Regions from separate parts of the Sus scrofa genome. Here region 1 is linked to region 2. A link is a contact called in public promoter capture Hi-C data. All regions are on one chromosome and are shown on one strand. Each heading gives the region's core, a stretch centred on a gene start, on an enhancer-like site or on the middle of the called end of the contact. The rest is flanking DNA. Distances are from core to core; before and after follow the strand shown.

What was found. Promoter capture Hi-C pulls out the DNA fragments that hold promoters and counts their contacts.
Region 1: a promoter capture Hi-C map of liver shows a contact between it and region 2, with 2.8 times the contacts expected there. The contact joins the promoter of TCTA here to the promoter of QARS in region 2. A contact is called at or near these places in 2 of 5 promoter capture datasets (fetal skeletal muscle and liver), 1 of 47 Hi-C or Micro-C datasets (embryonic fibroblasts) and 1 of 2 datasets of contacts at active chromatin or transcription factors (alveolar macrophages).

What each region holds. Positions count from the first base shown.
Region 1 is chr13:31,987,162-31,993,906 of Sscrofa11.1, forward strand. TCTA (T-cell leukemia translocation-altered gene protein) reads left to right here and starts at 4,247. Exons shown (of 3, transcript XM_021068739.1): 1 at 4,247-4,674; 2 at 5,022-5,076. The coding sequence starts at 4,452. RHOA (ras homolog family member A) reads right to left here and starts at 4,046. Exons shown (of 6, transcript NM_001244437.1): 1 at 3,852-4,046.
Region 2 is chr13:31,718,806-31,725,299 of Sscrofa11.1, forward strand. It overlaps QARS (glutamine--tRNA ligase), which reads right to left and starts at 4,395. Exons shown (of 24, transcript XM_021070652.1): 1 at 4,238-4,395; 2 at 3,945-4,092; 3 at 3,465-3,574; 4 at 3,227-3,302; 5 at 2,932-2,996; 6 at 2,324-2,377; 7 at 2,114-2,174; 8 at 1,703-1,774; 9 at 1,492-1,577; 10 at 1,246-1,332; 11 at 421-520; 12 at 226-304; 13 at 36-144. The coding sequence starts at 4,354.

The DNA of each region.
Region 1 (6,745 bases), core at 2,997-5,496, 270 kb after region 2:
GTCACTGAGCTGTGCTGTAGGGTGAATACGCAGCTCAGATCTGGCATCGCTGTGCCTGTGGCACAGGCCAGGAACTACAGCTCTGATTTGACCCCTAGCCTGGGAACATCCATATGCAATTAGTGCAGCCCTAAAAAAGACCGAAAGAAAAAAAAAAGAATTTTACAGTGAATACCTGTATCCCTACCACCCACACTATCAGGAACATTTGAATGACCTGCTTTATCAAATTAGGTTTCCTTTTTAATACACAGAAAGTATAGATTAGAAGACAACTGTCAGGAAATGGCTTCAAAAAAACCGTTGACGTCATTAGGTTAAGGAAATTAATAATATTAGGAAACCCTTCTGATATCTTTGTCAGAAATGATCAGTATTAGTTTACTGTTTAAAGTCAGAACGTACTCATATCTAACCTTGACTCTTGGTGAATGATTTTACTGTTTAATATCAGATCATATCATCATCCTGATTAAAAAAAAAAAATCAAAAAACAAATGGAAATAACTTCTCATGACCTAAAAGGTCCTACATGATACAGTTCCTGTCCATCTCTGTAATTTCATTTTTTATTTTATTATTATTATTATTATTTTTTGTCTTCTTGACATTTCTTGGGCTGCTCCCACAGCATATGGAGGTTCCCAGGCTAGGGGTCGAATCAGAGCCATAGCCGCCGGCCTACACCAGAGCCACTGCAACGCGGGATCCGAGCTGTGTCTGCAACCTACACCACAGCTCACGGCAACGCCGGATCCTTAAGCCACTGAGCAAGGCCAGGGATCGAACGGAAACCTCATGGTTCCTAGTCAGATTCATTAACCACTGAGCCATGATGGAAACTCTGCATCTCTGTAAATTTATTTTACCTCACACTTTTTCCTTCACTCCACTCCAAATATTTCACTGGCTGTTTATGTTCTCTTCTTTCCCTTCACTCGAATATTAAGATAAGATACTATCACAAATATGCTTAAGCACATTTACTTTACTCTCTTAAAAACAAAAATCAAGCTCAGTTTGGTAGCAAATTCAAACTGGCTCCAATTTAAAAGAGTATTTCCTATTTTGATGATTATTAGCTATAAAAATGTATTCAGAATTATCTGGAGGAAGCACCAATAAACTCAGACCAACACCCAGAATGAGCAGCTTCAATGCCCATCTGATTTTCAGTCACATGACTACCATAATTATGAGTATACAAGGCATTTATTTAATACTACAGCAACACAGATTAAAAATGAGTCACTAGATATAGAAACACTTGAAATAGGAATTTTAGAGTAATTACTAACTTTAGAAGTGTCTTGAAATTTTTAATTTATTAATCTCACAAGTACTTAACAGTTAGCAAATGCCCAAAGAGCAGAGTATAGTAAGATACATTAACACAAGTTTAAAACTTCATTGCATTAATGTGAAGGTACAGGCAAACAGTTCTACAGGCCAGGTGCATAAAGGGATAAACTAAGTGGTAAAGGAAGATGAAATATCTTTAGGGACCTTTTACAATTACAAATGTATGTGATTAAAATTCAGTGATTATGCACCACTTATCATTATCACTAGCAACCATAATGCAATTAAACACAAGGTGCTATCTATAGAAGCCCAGCAGGTCCAAATTGGTACTCATAAAAGTTGAAAAATCGATCTGTCTTCTGAGAGTTAACAAAAATCTCTCAGCTCAGGACAAGTAAGAAGACCCAAAGTAGCAACCCACCTCCTCCAGTCACTGCTTGGACTCCACCTTAATGGACACGAAGCACCTGAAGATCTACCTGTTTTTACTCTCCAAATAACTTAAACCCCACATGACCAGGATAAACTATTAAAAAGAGTTTTCTGACAGACAAAAAAAGAATTGGGACCGAAAACACTCCAGCAAAACCATCACCACAAACAATGGAAACTATATTCTTGATATATGCTATTTCCCTTCATCCTGCTTCAAATCAACAGTAAAAAGAGTCCACAGTCGCCTGATAACATCTTATCAGGGCCTAATTCTTTTAGTTTTACAGCAAGGGAGTCTGGGCTTACCTCCGAAGAAGATGGTCCCGTAAGAAGACCAAAACACCTAAAGCCATGACCTAGGCCAGGCAGAGACTCTGCATATTCATTTACCTATTTCAATCAACTGCTGTAGAACCATCCAGTTACAGAAAACAGAGCAAAAGCTAAAAAACATTTGTTTGTGAAATATTCCTGATTCTCTCAATGTATATAAAATCAGCAATATATAATAGGAGAAACACTATAATAAGTTGAAAGCACTGAATTTTAGCTGACTCTAAGCAAGCTGTTTAGGAGTACATAAAGAAGATCTTAGAGTGAAAATAGTTCTGGCTGGCACCTGACTATAGACATATGACCTTGAGAAATTTACTGAAGACTGTCGGACTCAGTTTCTCATCTGCAAATGGAGTTGGACTACAAGTCCTGAAGATTTCTTTCACGTCTAAAATTCTTGATCAATGAAAACGTCTTCCCTTTAATACAGATTTTTATGAGAACGGAAGCTATGAGTCTAGGATTAATCTTTACTAAAATCAAGTTCCATCTGATATTTTATGTTCCCAAGGGCCACCAGTGCTCTACAAAAATTAGATGGAACTACTCAAGACAATTTATCAAAAGAGATCCTTCACTAAGTTACCCTTTATAATTAAAAGCTAATCTTTTATCTTCACCCCAAACAATGTCACTTGTGCCAAATGCTCAAAACAACATCTCTCCCAATTTAGTCATGTCTAAAGTGACAATCATGCAATGGTACAAATGCATTACACATCTGGATGTGTGACACAAGGTGGCTGACAAATTCTCACCACATACAACATTTAAAAGAATTTTTTAAAGTATTTTTCCCCTTCAGGTCTGGCAGGAATATAATCTGATTACACACCTGCAAGGGACATTTACTTCAAAAGACTGTCTTAAATACAAAGAGAACCAAACAAGTTACCAACAGAGGTAAAAACTTTTTATCAGGACCATTATGAAACACAAGGGAAACCAACTTTAAGTAAAAAGGATGCCAATTTTCCATCATTAACTACTAATCATGGTTTTGAACAAATCGAGTGCAAATAGTGCTATTTAATGAACATGTAACTGGATCCAACTGGACAGATGTTTAGGTGATTCCTAATCAAGGTAATAACTCAGACTAAGAAAAATTGCAAATTAATACTATATTTTTATGCTACATAGTTTAATCAGGAAAAATATCCCCTTCAATTGGAAAATTCCCTTCTTCCAATATCGAAGAATCCTAACCCCTAGGATTTCAACACTGTTTTACTTAACACAATCTCAAAGAATACTGCATTAAAAAGGAAAATACCCAAAACGTAACTGGACTTCACCAAGTATAAAACGGTGATTCATGTTTCATACTAAATGTAAAAGCCAAAATGGAGTTGTAAAGAGTTTCTTTCCCATTTCAACTCCGATAGCCAAGCACGCTTCCCAGCGGCCGGCTGCCCCCCGGGTCGTGGGGCCAGTCTCACAACCCCCGCCCTGCCCCGCGCAGCCCTAAGAGAGGAAGCGCCCGGGACCGCGGGGCGGGCAGGCGGCTAGGGCTCCACCAGGCCTGGCCGGGCGGGGGAAGGGGCGCGGGAGGCCGCGGGGCGCGCTTCCGGGGACCGCGCGGGCGGGGCCGCCGCTTTGGGAAGAGGAGCCCGGCTACTGGGCCCCGAGTTAGGGTCAGGGGACAGGGTCCTGGGGCTCCCGGCCGAGAGCAGCAGGTGGGGCGCGGCCGCGGCGGGGCGGCGGCTGGCGGGCGGCCGGAAGAGTGCCGGGCGGGCGGGCCCGGGACGCCAGGAGGGAACCCTCTCGCTCACCTAAGGCGACGACTCCAAGGCCGGCTTCTCCGCGCCGAGAACGCCTGTCCGCGAGTCGCGAGCTCGAAGACTACGGCGGGTGGCTGTGGAGGTGGCGGTGGACTAACGAGAGAACCGACGGAGAGCGACGGGCGGGGAGCGCGAGAGAGCAAGAGCGGGCGGCGACGGCGGCGGGAGGGCGGGGAGCGACGTGCGCGCCCCCGAGTGCCCAGCGGGCTCGAGCCGGCCCCGGTCGCGGCCCCGCGCACGCGCGCGCACTCAGGGCTCAGCCACGATTGCTCAGGAGCGCGTCCACACCCTAAAAGCAAGACGCTTAACCAATCATTGCAGCCGCGTGGTGCATCACGGGAACTCTGGGGCTATAAAAGAGCTGGTTGCTATTTTATACTCCTCGAGTCACTCATCCTTTAAGCAGGGTGGGGCTTGGTGCGCGTGCGCGGTTTTACTGCTCCGCCCCAACTGCCAACTCTGCGCGCAGGCGAGGTAGGCGCTCCATGCCTCGGTTTACGCGTGCGCATTATTGAGTCTGGCTCCGGAAGACCGGACGCTTGCGCAGTGGGGACTACGGTGACAGTCCCCTGGGTCCGCCACCGGCCAGTCATGGCGGAGCCTTGGTCGGGGCAGTCCTTGCAGGTTCTGCCGGCCACGGTGCTGGGCGCGCTGGGCGCCCTCGGCAGCGAGTTCCTGCGGGAGTGGGAGGCTCAGGACATGCGCGTGACCCTCTTCAAGTTGCTGCTGCTTTGGTTGGTGTTAAGTCTCCTGAGCATCCAGCTGGCGTGGGGGTTCTACGGGAGTACGGTGACCGGGCTGTATCACCGCCCAGGTGAGGCTCCCCACCAACTTCCGTGGACCGGCCACCCTCTTCCCGCACTGACTGTACCTTCGGGTTCCCCGAACCCTCCCCCCCAGATTACCACTGGTGCCCTGAGAACCTAATGACAACGCTGTATCCTGACCCATGTCAACATAGCATTTCATGCCAGTAACCCCACCAGTCCACCCATGATATATAATTTCCCTTGCACTCTCATCAGACAATACCACAAGTTCTTTAGGGCCTCCACCACACTCTCCAACAAATACCACTGGCCTCTAACCTGACCTGGGCTGATGCCTGCTCAGATACCCACCCCCAGCCTGTTGCAGCTCTGGATGTGTTCCTGCCCCCAGGTCTGGGCAGCCAGAACGGATCCACACCTGATGGCTCCACGCATTTCTCGTCCTGGTGAGTAAATCTCTTCCCACTTTAACCCCATGCTTGGCACATAGAGGCCACTCCTGAGCTGAGGATAGGGGAGGGGAGTTCTCAGGGTAGGAGTCCACCAGCTTAGTGGCCTTTGCAGTAAACTCCAAGGTCTCTAACTAGAGCTCAAGCTGTAAGTGACACTGATGTCTAAACAACCCATCATTATGTTGTTCAGTAACCTGTGGGGCAGGTGACATTATTGTCACAATTTCAGAGATGAAGGGGCAAGCCTGTTGGATTCCAGTCCACCATAAGCCCCTAATTTGGAAAAACAGGAGCCTCTGTCCTTAGTGCGCTGACTGGCCTCCTCAGGATCAGCCTCCTCATCTGTAAAACATGAACTCACTAATCAGTGCATTCATTCAGCTGATCTCTGAGCTCCTAGTACATGGCAGGGGCCACGCTAGATCTAGAGAATAAGAACATCCCAGGCCCTACTCACAGGGGGAGCCAGAGGTTTAAAAGGGGAGGGAAGCAATGCAGAGGCAAGGGCCATCATAGCAGGTGACTCCTAAGGCAGACACCTGAAGGCAAAGTCTAGGGGGTAGTAAAGTATACCAAGCAAAGAGAATGGATAGAACAAGACCCAAAGACAAGAGCAGGATGACATATTGGAAGGATAGACAAGGCTGTGCCACTGGAACTCAAACAAGAAGGCATGGAGGGGAGTTCCCTTGTGGTGCAGTAGGTTAAGGATCTGCAGCAGCTCCAGTCATTGCTATCTCCTGGGTTAAATCCCTGGCCTAGGAACTTCGACATGCTGCAGATTAAAAAAAAAAAAAAAAAAAGTCAGAGTTCCTATCCTGGGCAGCGGAAAGGAATCCAACTAGGAACCATGAAGTTGCAGGTTCGATCCCTGGCCTCCCTCACTGGGTTAAGGATCTGTCGTTGCCGTGAGCTGTGGTGTAGGTCGCAGACGTGGCTTGGATTTGGCATTGCTGTGGCTCTGGTGCAGGCTGGCAGCTGTAGCTCCAACTAGACCCCTAGCCTGGGAACCTCCATATGCCACAGGTGCGGCCCTAAAGACAAAAGACAAAAAAAAGAAAAAAGAAGTAGTCATGGGACTTTCTGCCGTAGCACAGTGGGATCAGCAGCATCTTGGGAGTGCTGCAATGCAGGTTCTATCCCTAGCCTAACACAGTGAGTTAAGGATCTGGCATTGCCACAGCTGCAGCTAAGGTCGCAACTGTGGCTCAGATCTGATCCCTGGCCTAGGAACTCCATATGCCACAGGACAGCCAAGAAAAAGAAGGCATGGAGGGACCTGCAACACCCTATCTATCCCAGGTCTCAGGGAACTATTGAGGAACTCAGCAAAGCCATGGCCTAATCTAATTTGCCTTTATAAATACCTACTTCATGGCAAATAGATAAAGAGGTCCTAAAGAGAGGGGCAAGAAGCCAGTTAAGAGGACTGCCACTGCCCAGGTTTCTATCCCTGTCAACTGGGGAAGAATGGGAGCACCATTCACAAGGTGAAGGAGGAAGAATGAGTGCAGGGGAAAGGTAGTGGACCCAGTGTGGGCTCTAGAACTTCAGCAGAGAGGTTTAGATTATAGTGTGACCTTACTGAGCCCACCTCAGCCCCCAAAAGGGGACTGTTGTGCTGCCAATGGAATAACCCCTTTTCTCTTCTCTCCATCACTTT
Region 2 (6,494 bases), core at 3,145-5,644:
GCCACGCCGACCCAGCTGACTCCCAAGAACCCCACCTCAAAGAGCAGCAGCGACTCCTCTATGGGACGGTCTCTCCAGGGTGAGGGCAGTGGGTTGTGGCCTTTGAGTTCCTCTCCTCGCTGGTGGCACACATAGGCCAGGCCCCTATAGGAAAGGGGTATGAGAGCCCAGCATAGCGGTGCCTTTGTCAACCTGTCTGGCTCTACCTCATGGCCCTGACCTCACCTGTGGATAAGCTCTACAGCCCAGGCATATAGCTGGTCAAAATAGTCAGAGGCATATGTCACCTTGTAAGGTGTGTAACCTGGGGCAGAATAAAACATAGCATTAACAACCAACCAGGGACACCCAATGGCAGGCCATGGCCCAGGGAGAGGCCCACTGATGACCAGTTCTGCCCAAGTCTTACACAAGCCATACCCAGCCAGGCCACCATGTCACAGATGGCAGTGAAGAACTTTGCTTCCTCCTTCTCAGGATTGGTGTCATCAAAGCGCAGGAAACAGATCCCATTGTTGGCCTAGAAGAATTGTAATATCTATGAGCTTCCACATCATCACCCCCTACAGTCCAGTTCATCAAACTGGAACATTCTCAGGGCTCTCCCATGTCAGAAATGAAAACACCTTTCACTCACTTTCCTATATCTAAAGGCCCTAAGCAGGATTTCCTGTTGTGGCTCAGCAGAAACAAATCCAACTAGTATCCATGAGGTTGTGGGTTCAATCCCTGGCCTCGCTCAGTGGGTTAAGGATCCCGGGGTTGCTGTGAGCTGTGGTGCAGTCGCAGACACAGCTTGCATCTGGCATTGCTGCAGCTGTGGTGTACGCCAGCAGCTGTAGCTCTGATTCAACCCCTAGCCTGGGAACTTCCATATGCTGCAGATGCGGCCCTAAAGAGCAAAGAAAGGAAAAAAAAAACAAAAGGCCTTAAGCAAGGCATCTCATAATACCACAGGACACAGCATGGCCTCTTCCTAAGCCCTAGAGGTTGCACTGGGAATTTCCCCAAATTTGAACTCACTGCCTCACCTAGCACTTTTCCCCAATGAGCCCAATGGGGTGGACTGCTAGATATCTGTCACACATGCCACACATTTCTAGGTATCCCTTCCAGAGACTAAGGACTCTCTCTACTCTGGGCCACATTATGGGAGCAGCAGGAAAAACAGGGACACTTCCCTAGTACCCAGTCGGGAGAACAGCAAGCGGTCACCTTGCTTGTCATGCCCCCAGACACACTCACCTTAGCATAGCCAAAGTTGAAATTGATGGCTTTGGCATGTCCAATGTGCAGGATTCCGTTGGGTTCTGGTGGGAACCGGGTACGTATCTGATTTAAGGGGAATAGGAGCAAGTCAGAGATGACTACACTGAAGGATGCCCATTCCTAGGGATGCCATGGTGATAGGTAAAGTGGAGTTATATGGAGACAGCCCAACCACAGGCAAGTAATGACGGCACTAGCTTGCCTGGCAATACACCCACATACCTGTCCTCCAGTGATCTCCAGGTGCTGCTTCAGTAGATCCATGGTATGTGGAGTGGTCACATAGCCTGGGGTCTTGTAGTTTTCACCTGCCAGAACCAGAACAAGCCTAATGACAGCAGGCTGCAGCCCAGGGCTCCCTACCTCAGGGGTCTGGCTACAAGAATTGCTATTAAGATCCAGCCCTCCACAGAGTTTCAAGGTGCCTGCTCACCAGGCTTGTGGAACTTGAGCGCCTCCCCTCGGAGCTGCTCCATCAGAGACAGGGTCTGAACAACAGCCTCACCTGCAGAGAAGAGACCAAGGAAAACTTATTCTCTGGATATAGCTACCACATCCAGCTCAGAGAGGTGGCTGTCAGTACTACTCATATCATGCAACCAGAATAGAACCAAGCAGTCTCCCCTTTCCTCAACCCTAGACAAGAGCAAGCCAGACTTCTCAGGCCTCCTCTGGCTAGTTTTTCGGTAAAGGCAACAAAGGAAACACTAGGAATTCCAGTCCTGCAGCAAAAGAAGGATGTTAAATAAGCTGGTGGCCTGAGGAGATTGGGCTGGAAGGACCTATCTGGTGGAAAATCCAGCAATCAGGGAGTTGAATGCAACAGGAGCCTCAAGCCTCTCACCATTCTCCACCACATCCTTTGCTGTCACTCGGTCTTTTTCTTCTAGCCGAGCCTTTGCCACCTGAGAGAAGTTCAGAAGTTGGGTCAGGGTGTCTCCGAGGCAGGGTCTGGGACTCACTGGTCACTGGGGTCAGATACTTCCTTCCCCAGCCTGAGGTCTTACCCTTCCCCACCTCATCCCCAGGGACCCAAGACCACGCTCAGTCCTACCTTGGGCTTCTTCTCCAGATCACTCTCTGTTTTGGGACCCAGGAGGTGGAGGACCTGAGCAGAGACCAGAGTCAGGACTGGGATAGGAGCCTGTGACTAACCCTACCACCTCCCTAAGGACTTTCTGGCCTATTTACCAGCTCCACTTTGGAAAAAACTACCTAACTCATCCCACCTCTGCTCCTCACATGGTTCTACTGGCCTCAAATGTTCTTTCCCTCCTGAAAGTCCATACTGGACTCAAGTAAGAAAAACACCACTTATAGAGAGGAACTGTGGGCCTGGCATCCAGATAAGCCATCTACCTCAGTCATCACCCTCTTGTTATTCTCTGCCAACATCTTGAGATGGAGGCCCCATCACCATTATTTACAAGATGAGGAACCTGAGGTTCAGAGTAAAGCAACTCACCCCAAACTAGACACAACCCAGAGAGCCAAGTCTTTCACTGCCCACCCAAGTGCTGCCCCCTCTACCCCAGGCTCTACTATCCACTATCAGAAAAGGAATAGGCTCTCTTCCCTTCTCACTCCCATTTATCTCTCAGTGGATGCTAGACACTGTCTCTAGAAGGGCCTCCACCTGCTTCAGCTCAAGGAAGCACCCACCTGCATGTCTACTTCATGCTTGATCATTTTGCCATCTGCCCACTTGAGCGCAGCCCGAGCCTCTCCTAGAAACATGGGCATAAGAAGCTGCTGAAAGGAAAAGGAGGACACTTCCCACCCTGTTTCTCAAGAAAAGGACCTGGCTGACCTCAGAAACTAGAGCCTGGGCCCAGCCAGACCTCTTTTAAGATGCTCCGACTCTCCCTTCCACCTCCCTCTCACTCATGCCCAGAAGAGAAGGCATGACCAGTGATAACAACATAGTCTGTAGTCCCCTGCCCCAGGTCCTGCTCACCCATCAGCAGCCCCATGTTGAAGTGGTAACGCTCTACAAGGAGCTTGGATCGGTGATGATTTATGGCAGCCTCCACCTACAGAAAGCCAAACCATGAGCTTCAGACATGCTCTAGGGACTGATCCCCTCACCCTGGGACTTTCTGGTTGGTAAAGCAGGGCCACTCCTTTCCAGTATTAAGTACTGAAAGCCACTCCTTAGAATTAAGGAGGCAGCTGACACCTAAGAAAAGACTCACAGCCTCCTCAATCTGCTCTGGAGTCACAATGACGCCCACACCACATTCCTGCTCAAAGTCCATGGTGTTGATTGGGTCCAGGGGATGACTTCGCACATACTCAAGGGCAGCTGAAAAAGGAAAGCCAAGGAGTTTGTGGCATCTCAGCTCCAAGAAGTAGGAAGACAGGGCCCTAATCCTATCCATGAAACCCCAATTAGTTTGACTTCCTGGAAAAGTAAGTCTTGCACTTCACTAGAGAAGCCCTAAGGCCACAGGAAAGAAGCATGTGTTGTGAGGGAAACTCCCTCAGACCTACACAGTTCTCCAGTGGGTCTCACCCAGAGGTGGCCCTCTCCGTCAGTGCCAGGGCCTAAGTTTAGAGAAGAATGCAGAACTAGTAATCTAGAGTGACACTGTGGGTCTTGTCAGAATGGTTAGATAGGGATCTTGGCTGAGAGGAGGAGCTGGAGGTGGAAGCAAGACAGGCAAGGGTCTCACCGCTCAGCTGAGTCTCAGTATGGATCTTCCTACTAGCTATGTAGCTCACGAGGAAAGACAGTCGACGAGGATCCCGCAGTCGCGAGGCCAAGCCATAGAGCAGGGTCCCGGTAGCTTTGTCGATGGTGGAGCCCAGAGTCTGCTGTGCCTAGGGTCAGAGGGGTCAGGAGATAAGCCTCACTTCCAGTAAGAAAAGCAAGAGTGAGACAAGATGGGTGGGTCGGGGTCTGGACCCGGCCCGGAGTTGCCTTGGGGCACAGTCGGCAGCCGGGGCCAAGGACGTAGGTTTGCACCTGGGTCGCCGCCTCGCGCAGCTGCGCGCTCAGAGCCGTGTTCTTGAGCGTCTCTCGCGCTTTGTGCTCGCTCAGGCCGAGGCCGGTGAAGAGCGACAAGGAGTCTAGAGCCGCCATTGCTGGGACGCCGGAAGCCAAAAAGAAACTTTGGGGCCAATCTGCCCCGGAGTTAGCTCACTGACCAATAGGAGTGAGATGCCGTCAGCGAAAGCCAATGGTATCCTTCCTTGGAGGGAAGGGGCGGGGATCTCCAGGATCGTCAGTGACATTTAAAGGGCAGAGGGCGGCCTCTCCCGCCGCTTTACTTCCGTCTTCGTGCTTCAGGTCTCTAAAAGGGATAGTGAGCGGCGGTACTTTAGAGGTGATTTGTTCCAAACCTGGAGCGAAGGTGTTCAGCACCAGGGCAGGAGGCAGACATAATCATGGTAATTTTACTCTTCATCTTTTCTCCTTCAGCCCCGGAAAACTTGGGACCATCCCAGTTTTGTTTTTGGAAACAAATGTCAATGTAGGTCGTGTTTCTGACGTCACACTTTGGAGTTGTCACGGAAACAGCTGAACAAAATGAAGCCCGGGAAATCCGGTCAAGACTCCAGAACAGACGTCTGAAATGGCACATGGATGCGCCCCAAAAGTCTTGGCACTTTTCCAGCTCCACCTGCACGCGCGCACGCACACACACACACACACACCCACACACACACACCCCTAACCAGGAAAGGGAAGGTTTGGGGCCAGGAAGGACCTTGCATGACTTCTGTGATGATTTGGCTTAAAATCTCCTGCCATACTTACTTTTTTTTTTTTTTTGGTCTGTTTTAGGATCGCACCCGCGGCATACGGAGGTTCCCAGGCTAGGGGTCAAATCGGAGCTGTATCTGCGTGTACGCCAAAGCCACTGCAACGTGGGATCCGAGCCACATCTGCAATCTACACCACAGCTCACAGCAAGGCCAGATCCTTAACCCGCTGAGCTGGGTCAGGGCTTGAGCCCATGTCCTCATGAATGCTAGTCGGGTTCGTTAACCACTGAGCCACTATGGGAACCCCCATACTTACTCTTCTTACCGAAGCATGCAAATATAGGAAAACCACAAGCAGATTAGACCTTAAAATCCATATGCAAGTACTTGACAGGATATTTTATTCAATAGTGTGGGACAGAGAAGGTAGAATAGTTATGATGATATGCTTGGGGATCTCCCTAGTCTCTCTTTGGCCCTTAAGGGCCTGCTGGGTGGGAATCATCAGGCTAAAACTGAATGTACAACCTGTGTTTTTGTTTTTATTTTTTTTTTTTAGGGCTGCACCCATGCCATATGTAATTTCCCAGGCTAGGGGTGGAATCAGAGCTGTAGATGCTGGCCTACGCCACGGCCACAGCCACAACGATCCCAGCCACCTGGGATCGTAGGTGCATCTGCAACCCACACCACAGCCCATGGTAACGCTGGATCCTTAACCAACTGAGCTGGGCCGGGGGTCAAACCCACATCCTCATGGATAAGTCAGGCTCATTACCAATGAGCCACAATGAGAAGTCCCCAATCTATTTTCTTATAGAACTGGAGCTGTTGATGGTGGGATGGTAAGTTCCCCAAATTTGGGATGGAAACACAGGCTCCTAAAGGCCTCAGTGACCCTAAAACTCCTGGACCTTCAAGTACTGGGCATGATCCTGACCATAATATTTCCTGATTTGTGGCCATATTCCACTAATGAGCAAATCTATTTTTGAGCTCCACATAATGACTACATGCCAGGTTCAGCCCAGGGCCACATACTGCATCAGTATCCAGATCCAATCCTGTGTCTTGCCCCCCTTCCACCATGCCCGCTTGGCCCCCTTCTGATGCCCAGCCCAGCCAAGGCCAGGAGCAGGCATTAAACAGGAGTAGTAGCAGTAGCAGGTCAGCCAGTCCACTGGAGCCCTTTGACTTGCACAGAGCGAACCATGAAGTTTTATGGGTCCTGCCCCATGGGATTGGCTTGCTTGCATAAGCCTCTGGTACTACTTCAGCAAAATTCAAGAAAAAGTATACAAAGAGGCAGTTCAAATGGTGGCCTAGCACCTAAGGACTTTGTGTTGTCATTGCTATGACTCGGGTTACTGCTGTGGCTCAGTTTCAGTCCTTGGCCTGGGAGCTTCCACATAACACAGGCATGGGGGGTAAAAAAAAAAAAAAAACAAAGGAGAAAAGCCGGGCAGCAGTCAGCAAGGCCCAGCTGTGGCATGGGAAGAGGAAGGGTCTAGCAG